2 separate regions of the Neogale vison genome follow, and region 1 is linked to region 2. Evidence: chromatin contacts called from public Hi-C data. All regions are on one chromosome and are shown on one strand. The core of a region is the stretch at or near the end of the contact, and the rest is flanking DNA. Distances in the headings are between cores, read along the strand shown. Region 1 overlaps MARCHF10 (probable E3 ubiquitin-protein ligase MARCHF10). Region 2 holds the start of TANC2 (protein TANC2).

The links. Hi-C and Micro-C count contacts between places; a contact is called where the count stands out from the background.
Region 1: a Hi-C map of muscle shows a contact between it and region 2, with 5 times the contacts expected there. The contact joins the enhancer-like site here to the promoter of TANC2 in region 2. A contact is called at or near these places in 2 of 3 Hi-C or Micro-C datasets (fibroblasts and muscle).

Annotation. Positions count from the first base shown.
Region 1 is chr5:15,698,823-15,705,376 of ASM_NN_V1, forward strand. The region is part of intron 7 of MARCHF10 (probable E3 ubiquitin-protein ligase MARCHF10); the gene reads left to right. Among named protein-coding and RNA genes, the nearest start is that of MARCHF10, 64 kb to the left of the region's middle. Within about 2 kb of position 5,064, the one cell type or tissue checked has open chromatin away from gene starts, as enhancers often do. A contact at or near this core is called in fibroblasts, where this site is marked.
Region 2 is chr5:15,505,064-15,512,075 of ASM_NN_V1, forward strand. It overlaps TANC2 (protein TANC2), which reads right to left and starts at 4,388. Exons shown (of 26, transcript XM_044247669.1): 1 at 4,329-4,388.

The DNA.
Region 1 (6,554 bases), core at 3,814-6,313, 190 kb after region 2:
ACTGACGGTAGATTTTTCCAGTTGTTATAAAATATTTGCCTTCCTGTAGCCAGTCGCTCTGCTGCCCCACCGCAGAGCACACTAGCTTTGACCACAGGGTGAACCCAGGTCTGTTCCCTTCGCCAAAGTTGCTATGTGACCTCAGGGAAACCACACAAACTCTCAGGGCCTCCGTTCTCTTGTCCACAGGAAGCAGGAGATCATTCCTCCCCGGCAAGGTGGGATGCGGGGAAAAAACCCGAATACGTCCTCTAATCCAGTGCCTGTGGAGAGAAGGGTGCTCAGGGAATGGGAACGCCACATGATGGCCCCAGAGATGCCCAAACTCTCCAGACTTGAAGGAGGAAGCTAAGTGCACCAGGACTGGGCTAGAGTCCAGGAAGGAAGGAAGGCAACCGACCCATGCAGGGGTTGGACCCATAACCTTGGCGTCACTGCTCCCTGCAGTTGAGAGAAGCGGCTAGGAACACATTTGAACAAGACCTGTGAAAGGAACCATGCCAGCCAGAATCATGTCAGCAGGAGACATGGTGAGACCCTCAGCAGTGGTGAATGAGGAGAGCTGAAGGAAGGCCAGAAGTGGGCGGGAAAAGAAGCCAACAAGGTGTGATGAAGCATCCTGGGACTGGCGCTGTGACCATTCAAGGCCTGAAGTGACAAGGGCCGGGGGCAGTCACCAGGATCAGGAGACCTGTAGTTACAGGAAGAGTCACCAACAGCCTCTGACCTTCAGGAGAGGAAAGCAGCCATTACCACGCCACTGCCCAGCAGAGAGAGAACAAGGAGAGTTATTACCCCAGCTGCTCTCTCCTCCCGCCCTCTGGTCTCCCACCAGGGCCTCCCATTGGCCAAACCCAATGGGAAGCCAGAGAACAAGGGGGCCTAGTTAATGAGATCCATTGAGATCAGCCTCCAGCCCACAGCGCAGGGTGGAAAGTGGATCTGGAGGAGGAAGTGGGAAATATTCAGCACGGTAATTACTCTACATGGAAGCAGAAAAGAGTTTAAATTAGTTTCAGTAAGAACCTGACAGGCCATCAAAGCCTTTTGAAAATGCCCTTTATTGTAATCACAGGTAGACACGACATTGACAGACCCAGCCTGGTGAAAGAACAACAGTCCCAAGAACCCACGCGCACTATTTCCGTGCTGCTGGAAAACAGTGGCGGAGGGGGGTGGGGGGGCTCACCCTTTCACAGTGGGTCAGACTGCTCCGATGGCCTGTTGTGAATTTACTAGAGTCTACTTGCTAACAGTCTGGGTTAAAGTTGAGACAGTAGGGAAGCAAGACTTCGACAAGTTCAGAAACTCTCCACGGACCTCAGCAGAAGTAACTGTTGTCTAACGCAAAGATAGGGAGGAGGTCATCTACCCTCGGCTTGTCCCCTGCTGGGGAGGCCCCTTGGCCTGGCCCTGGACTTGATGTGTCTACCTGGGCTCCTGAGGGCCAAGCCCTTCCCGACTCCCAAACCTTGGTCCCTTGTGCCATCTTAGCCAACGCTCCTGGCATATTCAAAGAAAGGGACAAAACCAGAAGAAGTCTGGAACTGACTCCAGGCCAGTCCTGGGTCTCACTTAACCTCAACTCACTTGCTAACCCACTAACTTATTCTCTTAAGCATTTTTCTCATTTAGATTGGTTGGCTGATTTTTGCTTTTCCTCAATTATAAAAATCACAAGCACGGGACGCCTGGGTGGCTCAGTTGGTTGGACGACTGCCTTCCGCTCAGGTCATGATCCTGAAGTCCCGGGATCAAGTCCCGCATTGGGTTCCCAGCTCCACGGGGAGTCTGCTTCTCTCTCTGACCTTCTCCTCGTTCATGCTCTCTCTCACTGTCTCTCTCTCAAATAAATAAATAAAATCTTTAAAAAAAAAAAATCACAAGCACACAAAGATCTACTATAATTAAAATGAACATTGAGCTGCATGTCTTTTTTTTTTCTTCTATTAAAATACTCATGCCCAGGCCAGGCCCCAGAGAGTCTGATTGAATCGATCTGGGATAGGGCCAGGTATCAATTTTTTTTTTTTAAAGATTTATTTATTTATTTGACAGACAGAAATCACAAGGAGGCAGAGAGGCAGGCAGAGAGAGAGGAGGAAGCAGGCTCCCCGCTGAGCAGAGAGCCCGATGTGGGGCTGGATCCCACGACCCTGGGATCATGACCCGAGCCAAAGGCAGAGGCTTTAACCCACTGAGCCACCCAGGCGCCCCATCAATTTTTTTTTTTTTTTAAGTGTGGCAAAATACACAACAAAGTGCCTGCTGTTGATCGGATACTATCCTGGAGATACCTCAGTGCCCAAGACCAACATAGTCACTTCCTTCTGACGGGAGGAGCAGAGTGAGGGTACCCCCCAGCGTGGGAGGAACAGAACAAGGGATGCGCGGCCACAAAGAGGTCTGACCCACTTTCAGGTCCAGAGAAGGTTTCCCTGAGGAAGAGACATTTGAGACCAAGAAGGAAAAAGAGGAGTGAAGCTTCTACCTGTGCACCCTTGAGAACCACTGCTCTAGGGCGCCTGGGTGGCTCAGTGGGTTAAGCCGCCGCCTTCAGGGTCCTGGGATCGAGTCCCGCATTGGGCTCTCTGCTCAGCGGGGAGCCTGCTTCCCTCTCTCTCTCTCTGCCTGCCTCTCCATCTACTTGTGATTTCTCTCTGTCAAATAAATAAATAAAATCTTAAAAAAAAAAAAGAACCACTGCTCTAAACCACAGCTCAACGATTGGTAGCAGGTCAGTGGCTTTGAGGGTGTGGAGGGGCTCAGACCAGAGTGTTGCCCTGGTTTGGTTCAGAGCACCTGAGCAGAGGAAGGGTGACGGCTGCCCGTGGGCCCTCACAGGGCCTCGAAGTCTGATTATCCTGTGTCGGTTGCTGTAGGCCTTGCAGGGTCAGAGCTTGTAAATAGGCCTCCTGAGATGGGATTAGGAGCTTGGACAGGCTGTGTGCAGGGTGGTCCCATGAGGCAGAAGCAGCACAGGGCCCCCAGACCTGGTGGCCCAATCCTCGGCCCAGCGGGGCTTGTGGCCTCTCAAACCCACCCGCCTCCTGCCTCAAAAATGCCTAAAAATTAAACCCCACAGGCATCCATTCCTCCTGTGAGTGCTGCCCAGGAAGGAGGAGTCCTGGGTCCTGGCTCCGTACCCGGGTATTGGAAGAGAAAGCAGGTGGAGGAACAGTCGAGAACACAGATTCTACACTTAAATGCCTTAGACACCAGACAGGTCACAAATGGTCAGAATCCCACAAGTATCATCACAACAGGGTGGTCGGAAAGGAGGCAAAACAGAAAGGATTCTCCCCAGCTGAAGAAGTGTTCGTCCGTCCTTTCCTTCCTGCCTGCCAGTCAGATCACATCCTCTGGCCAGATTCAGCTGATCAGCTACAGACTAACTGTTGATCCTTGGTTCAGAGCACTGGTTCTCAGCCATGGGAGGTCCCCAGCCTAGTACCGTCAGCATCCCTTGGGGACATGTTAGAAACACACATTCTCTGGCCCCACCATAGACCTGCTGCATCAGAATCTGAGGAAGGGGGAGAGGTGGTACCCAGCAGCTGTATTTTAAAATGCCCTTTCTGGGGCGCCTGGGTGGCTCAGTGGGTTAAAGCCTCTGCCTTCAGCTCAGGTCAGGATCCCAGGGTCCTGGGATCGAGGAGCCCCACATCGGGCTCTCTGCTCAGCGCTGCTCCCCCACCCCCGCCTGCATCTCTGCCTACTTGTGATTCTCTCTCTCTCTGTCAAATAAATAAATAAAATCTTTAAAAAAAAAAAAAAGAAAAAAAGAAAGAAAAAAAAACCCTGTTAAAATGTCCTTTCTCTAATTCTGATGCATATTCAAGTTGGCAGTCAACTATCGTCAAGAGTCATAATTGAATGGGCCACAGTCTGGCCCAAAATTATACATTTTTTGTCATTCTTTCATCTGTACCTGCATTCACTGAGCATATACTACACCGCAGGTGCTGGCCTAGGCTCCTAGGCATGAGGAACACAGGCGCACACAAAGCCCTTGGGGTCCTTGCCCTGAATCCTAGTTTTCATTCTTGCCTCTTACAGGATATTTTTGTTTTGCAAAATACCATGTCCCCTTGAATTAGCTCATTTGGCTCTAACACCCTGGGGACATAGGCAGGATAGAGGTGACTTCTCCCTTTTATAAATGGAATCACTTTGGCCATGCACAGTTAAAGCTCTGCCCAAAGTCTTGGCTCTTGCCGGCCCCAGGCTGCCCATTCTGGGGGGTCCACACCCACTGCGTGATGAAGGTGCACTTCTGTCAGCGGAGGAGGGTCTCAGCGGGCCTCTGGCTGTCATTGCTCTGAGGCACAGGCCTGGCTTTGCTCCATCTCAGCCACGGACAGATGTCCTTGGCCACACGCAGCCACCTAATCACCCTCACACCTGGGAGCATCTCTTGAACACGTTTGGAGACTTGATGGAACATTCAGCCAAGCCGTCTGCTTCTCTTGAGTGGATTATATTGAGAATTGCCATAGGTAGCAAATCTCTTGGCCAAAATGAATATTAAACAAAATGAAGGGGTGGGAGTGGGGCAAGAGAACAGAAAGGAAAACATCTGGCAGGCAGCCCGAGGGCTCCAGGGCTCTCCTCCGCCGCTTCACAAGCCCCCTCCCTTTGAAGCCTGCTCCTCGCCCCACCCGTCGACACAGCACGGGGGTGTCCATGCCCCATGGGACCAGGTCAGGAGGAAAGGTCGGGAGCAGCTCCAAAGAATAATGCTCCAAAAGCTAGCTCATTCTGCCCTTGCCAAACGAATGCCCTGGAACTCTCTCTGAGAACAAGTCCCGCCCACTTGTGGCTCGGAGCAGGAGCATGTCTCCCAGCTCCCCAGCACATGCCTGCTCTGATTGGTCGGCCCAGCCCCTCCGTGGGGCATCACTAGCTCGGTGAAGGTTGCACATCATGGAGCCCGGCCAGGGAGATTTACAGCGCCGCGTGACAGGTTCCCTCCCACAGACCCGAGAAGAGACACAATCTGCTAAGAAGTGACTTTTCAAATTATCTGCAGAAAACATTAGTGGATATTTTCCCATCTGCATGCCTCCAGGCCTTATTGAGTCATAAAAAGTAAATGATTTCCCTGAATGCTTTGACAAACCTGATAGTTCCAAGCCATTTTCTAGCTGATTGATTTGCCATTATGCATCAGAGGGTCTCTGAGCAGAAAGGCTTCCTGGCGAAGAGAGTGCCGGAGAGAAAACCAGTGGAGAGGCCTCCGCCAGCGCCAGCGAGGAAAGCAAACGGGGCAAGGCTTGGTGTGACGGGTGGGTGAGGAAGGCTTCCCAAGGGCAGTAGCTTCTAAGGCTGCGAAGGAGGCACAGACTCAGGGGGAAGGTGGGAGGAGGCGAGGAGAAAAAAGTGAAAACAAGCATCTTCCTCTCTGCCTGCTCTAGGCCAAGGTCAGAAGAGCACAGAAAACGTGACCAAAGTCTAAAAATAGGAGGCTAACTGCTAAGGACAATTGACTAGTGCCTTTCAAGGCAGGAGAGCAGAGGGGCCTTGAGCCATGACCTTGAGGCCAGTGGGCAAGATCCAGACTTGGACAGGACTCAGAAGGAAGAATGCATCGATCCTTGCTCGATTTGGGCACCTTTTCTGGTGGCCAATTCATCCTGGAAGAGGCGTGTCCTGGGCCAGCTTCCTGAGCTGTCCTGGATGGAACCCGGACAAGGAAATGGGCCCAGAAGGAAGGGAAAGGCACTGAGGTGGTCCCTGTGTCAGGTCTGAGCTTCGGTTACCCCAGGAAAAAGGTCACACTTCTGACCTCTCCCCAGGGTGAGGCAGAGGACCATGTCCCCTGATGAGGCTGTTAGTCTCCCAAGAACTTCGGGAGCCCCTGCTGGCCTATCCCCACCCCCCGATCCATGGGGACTTGACAGGAGGCCATGTGGGGGGTAAAGAGGGAGGAGTCATTACTAATGGCCCCTCATTTATTGAAGGTCTAGGAAGGGTCCCCAGGGTGACTGCTGCCAAGGAACTAAGGACCAAGGAGCTCTCATCAGCCAGATCCTCCCTGGTACCTCCCTATGTTCCAAGCACCAGCAAGAAAAATAAAACACAACCCACCCACCGAGAAAAAGTGAAAACACGAACCAGGGCAAGACGCAGTGTACAAAAGAAAAGAGTTAGGAAGCAGGGAAGGAAGGGATGAGTGGAACAAAGGAGATTCATCGGGAAGGCTTCTACAGGTTGGTGACATTGTGGCAGCTGGAAAAGCTATGGACACAGCCTGGGAATGGTGGGAGGGAGACGTTCAGAAAAGAAGCACAAAACAAGCCAGATGACCACACGAGGAAGGGATGAGCCAAGGCCCTGCGGTTCCCAGGCCATGTGGGAGTGCCGGGCACACACTCACTGTCGGGGAGTTAAATAATAGACCAGCCGGGGCAGGGGCTGTACGTGAGACCATCCTTAAGCCCAGTTATAGAGAGAGAAACATACAGACCCAAGGCCTGGGGCCTTTTCTCCAGACAAACGAGGGATCTAGGAAGATGAACCTAGGTTTGCAGGTCTCATGTGCTTTTGTGTCC
Region 2 (7,012 bases), core at 3,138-5,637:
CCCTTGGTCAATGCTCTGTCTTTCACTCAAATTAAAAAAAAAAAAAAATCAACTATTCTAATAATCCCTCTTTGGAACTAGTACTGGCTTAGTATATGTTAGTCCCCTGCTAATCCACCCACAGTCCAGAAGCAGATGATCCTCGTTCTGATGTATAGTCAGAAGGTCAATAGTGACACAAGGCTACATCACATCGCCGACACCATTCACTTCATTTCATCTCATCACATAGGCATTTTATCATCTTGGGTCATCACAAGAAAAATGAATTCAATACAGTAAGATAATTAGAGGGGAGAGACCACATTCTCATAACTTTATTATAATATACTGTTATAATTGTTCTATCTTACTATTGCTAATCTCTTACTATCCATAATTTATAAATTATACTTTATTGTGTGTATATACTCATAGAAAAAAAACAGTATATATAGGGTTCAGTACTATCCATGGTTTCAGGCATCCCACTGAGGGTCTTGCAATGTATCCCTCACAGGTAAGAGGGGATTATTATACTTCCTTCCAGGCTTACTTTCTTCTCCATTCAAAATAATGCACGCAAAATCTTTCAAAAAACGTGAAAAAAGAGAAGGCATTTAAGGGAAGTATGGGGGAAAGCTAGAGTGCCAGCATGGGACATCCAAAAATCAAACATGGAAGAGGGAAATCATCGCATGTTTAACAACTTTAGTAAAACTTTATGATAAAGATGCAAACATCAAATTAGGTTTCATAAATGAAGTATGCTAAAAGGAACTACCAACCAATCCAAAATACAGAGCATGATCTAAGTCTATGACAATTTACTAAATATACTAGAGTACATAAGTGTACATCCTAAATAAAACTTAGGCAGATAATCAGTAGATTATCTTGAATTCCCTTATCAACAAACATACATAAAAATGAAAGAAATGTTTGATTACATGAGGTATATGATTTATAGAATGGCAGAAAGTTTGGCTTACAGAAGAAAATAATTGTTACGTATAAGAGGTGATTTGATTTATTCTTTTTTCTTTTTTCTTCTTTCTATTATGGAGTGGGGGAGGGGGAGAAGGAAAGAGAAAATCTTAAGCAGGCTCCACACCCAGCACCGGAGCCCAACACAGGGCTCAATCTCACAACCCTGAGATCATGAGCTGAACCGAAATCAAGCTGGATGCTTAACTGACTGAGCCACCCAAGTGCCCCCACTATTCTTTATACTTTACACATTTTTTATAACTATGATTTCATATGTTATATATATGAATGTGTAAGTGTGACAAAAATCTGAGCCACAGTTATTGATGGAAGCGGTAAAATATACACATTCATCCAATCCATATTTGTTACTTTTTAAAATAAATCATAAAAATATGAATAGGTAGGAAAATAGATAATTTCTCCTCAATTTTCATTGAGAAAGTTAGCAGAAAAGATTTACTGGTGCTTTTATTTTTTTATTTTTTTTAGATTTTATTTATTTATTTGATAGAAATCACAAGTAGGCAGAGAGGCAGGCGGGGGGGCGGGGAAGCAGGCTCCCCACTGAACAGAGAGCCCGATGCGAGGCTCGATCCCAGAACCCTGAGATAATGACCTGAGCTGAAGGCAGAGGCTTTAACCCACTGAGCCACCCAGGCGCCCAGATTTACTGGTGCTTTTAAAGAGAGAATGTATAGATCTCTGTGTGTGTGGTGTACTACCTCTTTAAAAGCACCAGTAAACCTTTACAGCAAACTGTGGACACACACACACACACACACACACACACACACACCCCAAGCCACCTGAAAGTAACTATCTTTAAAGTCACCCCAAAACCAACTTCCATCACTATATCTCCTTAACTACATAAAAAGAACTGATACACCTCTACTCAAAATTCCAGAGATAAATTACAAAAATAAATCCCGTAAGAGAAATGTTCTTACCAAAAATAACTCTATTTTTGGTATATTTGCAGGTTTAACATGTATGTGTCTTACTGAAACTCAACTCTTCCACTTGCCAGGTAAATCTGTTTCTTGACTGTCCTATGCAAGTTACTGAACATCTCTGTGTTTCAATTTCTCATCAGTAAGATGTAAATAGCATTACACACTTCATAGGGTATTGAAATTGATTAAAACATGTATAACGAGAATGGCACAGAATAAGAGCCATAAGAGTTATTACAACTAGTGAGTTATTACAACTAGTAATTCTACTAGTAACAGGACTCTCATCTTCCCAAAAATATTACAAACATTCTGTGCAATTTGAATTACTGACTAAAACTGGATACTATTAAAAACAGACATTAAATCTGAAGCCTGATAAACAGTAAGTTAGAAGCCCTGCAACTCTGAAAAGAATAGATTATTAATAGAACCACATAACAACCCTGTCAAGAACAATCTGAGAGCGGTTTTCCCAAGTGCAACTATCAATTTCTTCCCTTACACAAGGGGGCAGTGATAACAAGAAAAGAATGGGGCTCTGAAACACCTCTTTCTGCAGACAGTAGGGGGTGGCAGTACATATGGCTTACAGTCAGAACAAAACAGGAAGACCCAACAGAACTGCTCTTTATTCTCCTCTGCCTTCTCCTCTCTGCTTTAGCCCCAACATAGACTCAAGGTGAGGGACGTATCTATAGAAAACTAAAGCTAAAACCCATTATTAATCACCAAGTAAAATCCAGTTTTCTCTTTGAAGCAAATGATCCCTCAGTGTCTGAATGCGGATGCAGGAAGAAGCCAATCAGTATGAATTTTCATATTATCTAGCAAATTACTTACTGTTATTATAAAAACAACATTCTTCAGGCAAGTAATTCAATTTCTCTATACAATAATCACAACACAAACCACTAAATTCTCAGTCATTAACTACATCCTAATGAACGCATCCAGATTATTTCTGCTTGTTTCATACCATATAGACACTCATTGAACATACATATGTAAGTTCTATTGCATAGCTCATTGAACTATCTTTTGTTACTTCTGAAATTCCAGCTATTTTCTGACAATCCTCTCAAACCACAGATGTCCTTCTTAAATAGAAGTCACAATGTTTTGCAGCATGTGGGTAATTTCACACAAAAAGACAAACAGAGATGGAGAGAGAATACTATTTTATTCTTGTGCTCACATTCCTAAGATGATGTACCTGGGAAACGCTGTAAGAAGTGCTCCACTGACAGTATCCATGTTGCTGCTTTTTATGCTACATTTACTGTATTCAATTTTTTCCCCTATTTTGCCACCCCAACGTGAAGAACACGCAAGAATATATCACTACTGTCATTCACTGTAATTAACCACCGCAATAGCTTTTGGCTCCAACCCCTCAAAATGCCTGAAAATTTATCCCTTTTGTTCACCATATTGTTTTGTTTTCTTCATTCCAGATATTTTCACCTGTGTGAAAATGAAGACAGCAGCACATAGGGGGAAAAATCCCTTTGCCTAATGATCTTGAACTCAGAATTATGATCAAGATGTGGCGTTTTTTTGTTTATTGTGTTTCTTTTCCTGGAGAGGAGGAGAGAACAGTGTGAAAGACACCCAAAACACCAAATCTTCCTAATGTTAATGATCATTGTTTATGTTTTGTGAAACCCATTTTAAACATTCCACAACTGAAATAAAAGCCAGGATACAATTCTATCAGTACTCTCTACAAGCTGACAGCAAAACCTAGAATTATTTTAGCCTTATTTTTTCTTTCCCATCTCACAACCAGACACAATATGCTTTTTTTCTTTCACGTGGGTACCTACTATCTCTATCTCAAAAAAATAGCATATCATAGCTCCTCTAGATTTCCTGTGATAAAATATCTAGCAATGAGCCTTATTAATCTTTTCTTAGACTACATCTCCTTTCCCAGAGGGATTGTTAATATCGCTCAAACACTTCTACCATCAATTTCGATGCCACACAGGCCAACCCACCCTGCGCCTTACCTAGCACATTTCACAACTACTTTTTTATGCTGCATTCTGGGGGCACATTTTGCAACTCGTTCTGCACCGCACTGCCTGCCACGTTTAGCAATCTGCCTCGCATCTCATCCTGGGTCCCCGTCATCTAGAGACTCTCTCGGTACCAAATTCCATGACACCTTCCGTGACACCGAAGGGACCGTCCCTGGCCCCATCTGAAGCCACCCTGAGTGCCACATTTGGAGCCAACCTTCCCCACACCTTGGACACCGGAGGCACTTCGCTCGCAGCCCGTTTCGCTGCTTCCCTGCTCGCCCCCGCCCCTCTCCCTGGAGCCGAGACACTGGAGGCGAACGCCCCTGTCACTGAGGCGACCCCTCCTTCCGCCGCTCCCCGGGTCTCTTACCTGCCGCTCTCAGGGGCTCGCTGCACCTCGGGGTCAAGCCCCAGCCCCCGGGATCCCCAGTGAGGACCGCGCCGCCCACCGGCGCCGCCCGCGATTCCCAGAGCACCTCGCTGCGCTCCAACGTCCGCGGTGGGTCTGCGCCCCGGAAAGGCGCGGCGGGGCCTCGCGGCGGGCAAGCGCAGCCCGCGGCGGTCCTCTTGTCAGCGGCGACGCCGGTGCAGGCTCTCGCCCCTCAGCGCGGCGGCGGCGGCAGCTGCGGCGGGCGCCTTGCTCCGCCTCGCGCGCGGCACAGCCGGGAGGTGAGCGCGAGGGGGATGGGAACGGGGGCGGGGCCGCCCGGAGGAGGCGCGGAGGGCGGCGGCGGGAGGGCAGCGCCGGCAGCCCCGAGCCCGGCTCTCGGAGTGCTCACAGCTTCCCCCGCCCGGCGGGCGGCTCGCGTGAGGCGGCTGTGCCAGCGGGCCCCGCCGGAACAGCGCGCCCAGCAACCCGCGCCCGGCCGGCCGCTCGCTAGCGCCGCCGCCGCGCCGGGGGCGTCGCACCCTCTCAGGCCGCCCGCAGCCCCGCCCCCTCCGGGCCGGGGTGGGGAGGAGCGCGAGCGCGGAGGGAGAGCGCGTGCGTGGGGGCGCGTGCGTGGTGGAGCGCGCGCGCCCCCGCCCCCTCCACAGTTTGGGGGTGGGGAGTGGCTGGGAGAGAGAGCGAAGAGCGAACCCTTCCCTGCGCGGAGAGGTTGGGCCCTGACTCTGCCGCTCTGTGAGGTCTGGGCATTTCTCGTTTCCTCAGGGGGCTCTGACTGGTGGGGTCGAGGGGTTTGGTGCGGAAGAGGGGTGGACGCTCAGTAGCAGACAAGGCCCTAAATAGTTCGGCTCCGCCCCCGGAGGGGTGATGTCACTCTCGAGGTGCTGCTGCTGTCACGTGCGCCCACTTCTGGGCCTGTCCTCCTGCTTTAATGGGCAGAACGTTCCTCTAGATTTCCCCCCACTTCAGTCACCTTACGTACGCATCACTCCCAGAATCATCAAACCCTACATACGTCGGTTATCCTTTGCCTGATGCTCAACTGTAATATGTAAACTGCTCCAAATGCCACAGTTGGCTGTGGTGGGAATCAGAATGAGGTGCAAAACCAGCCTTGGGTGGGGAGGTGGGTGGGGAGGGAGGAGAGAGAAGGGAGACTATGTTATCTAGAATAATTGCCGAAAATTCACCAACCACAGCTTGAGAACCAGAGGTGAAGTTGTGACGCTGTTTCTGTCGCTGCCAGGTGGGACAGAAGTAATGTGGTTTTCAGAGCTAGTGGGCAAGGCACGGAAAGCCACCGCATTAAAGCCTCCTCCGAGGTCGGACTTCCCCATTACCCCCCACCTAGAGCTTCTTCCCCTTTTCCTTTCCCTTGCATCATAAAACACCAAGCCAACTGTGGAAGATATCTGGACATAAATTTTTTCGCGTTCTGTGAGATGATGCAAAGCAATCACTATTACATACTCTTCCTGGCTAATCTTAATGTTCATAAACTGAGACGACCTTTCCTGGTCATCTGTTTCCTAATGAGACGAAATGATTGGAAATAGATGCCCCCCAAACTACCTCAGTCAAGGAACGTGTGTCCGTGGTGTTCTCAAGATAATTTTGTTTGTTTGCTAACAGTTCTTTGAACCTACTTCATCCAGGAGTCTCTTTGGCTTTTTAAAAATTGGTGTTAACTTCAGAATAATAGAAGAAATGGAATACGACGCCATTTTCAACAGCTATTTTCTATAATGAATGCTTGAAAAGTTGGAGCAGCTTTGAATACTACAGCTAAAATGGCAAGGCGAAGGATTGATATATGGAATCTTTTGTTGATAACTCCAAAAACTTAGATTAATTCTAACAATAACCTATCTATGGTGATAGTCGCATGATAGTGATTATTTATGGGGGATTTGACAGTGCAGGAAGGAGCCTTCTGGGTTGCTGGAAATGTTCAATATCTTGATCTAGCTAATGACTACAAGGGTTAATACATATGCAGAAAGGTTTATTCATACACGTAAAGAGGCACTACAACATCGTCATGATTGGAGTCTGGAAACCTGGGTTTAAATCGCAGTGTCACATAGACTTACCAGCTATGTGACCTTAAGCAAGTCTGAGCCTTCTTTTCTTCATCTGTCTAATGTGAATGATGATACCTCACAGGGTAATTGTAAAAATTAAATGAAATTATCTTTGAAAAATAGTTAGCCCAGAGCCTGGTATATAGGAAGTGCTCAGGAAGCAGTTGCTATTGTTACCTTGTTCTTTTTGCACTCAGATTTGCCCTATTCAGTTTTCCTTTGGGTTTTTTATTTGTTTATTTTAAAGATTACTTTGTATCTCAACCTTTGTGAGTTTCAGTGAGGCTAATAACATTCCTTCCCACAAGAAATAACAAAAGGCAGTCAGGGGTCTAATGTGTTAGTTTTCAAACTAGTTCAGGTGGCAGTACTTAGAAATTATTGTGCTCATTGTGGAACACCATGAAATATTGATAGATTTAATTCTGCCATATGGACATGACAATTTTACCAGCACTAAATCTGGCTATATGATGTTTATGCAGATCTCTCACATATTTTTAAAAATTATTAAGAAATAATAGGTCCATGTTTTTCCTTTAAAATTTGTTTGCAACTTTTCACAAAGTAGAAAGTACCAAAAGT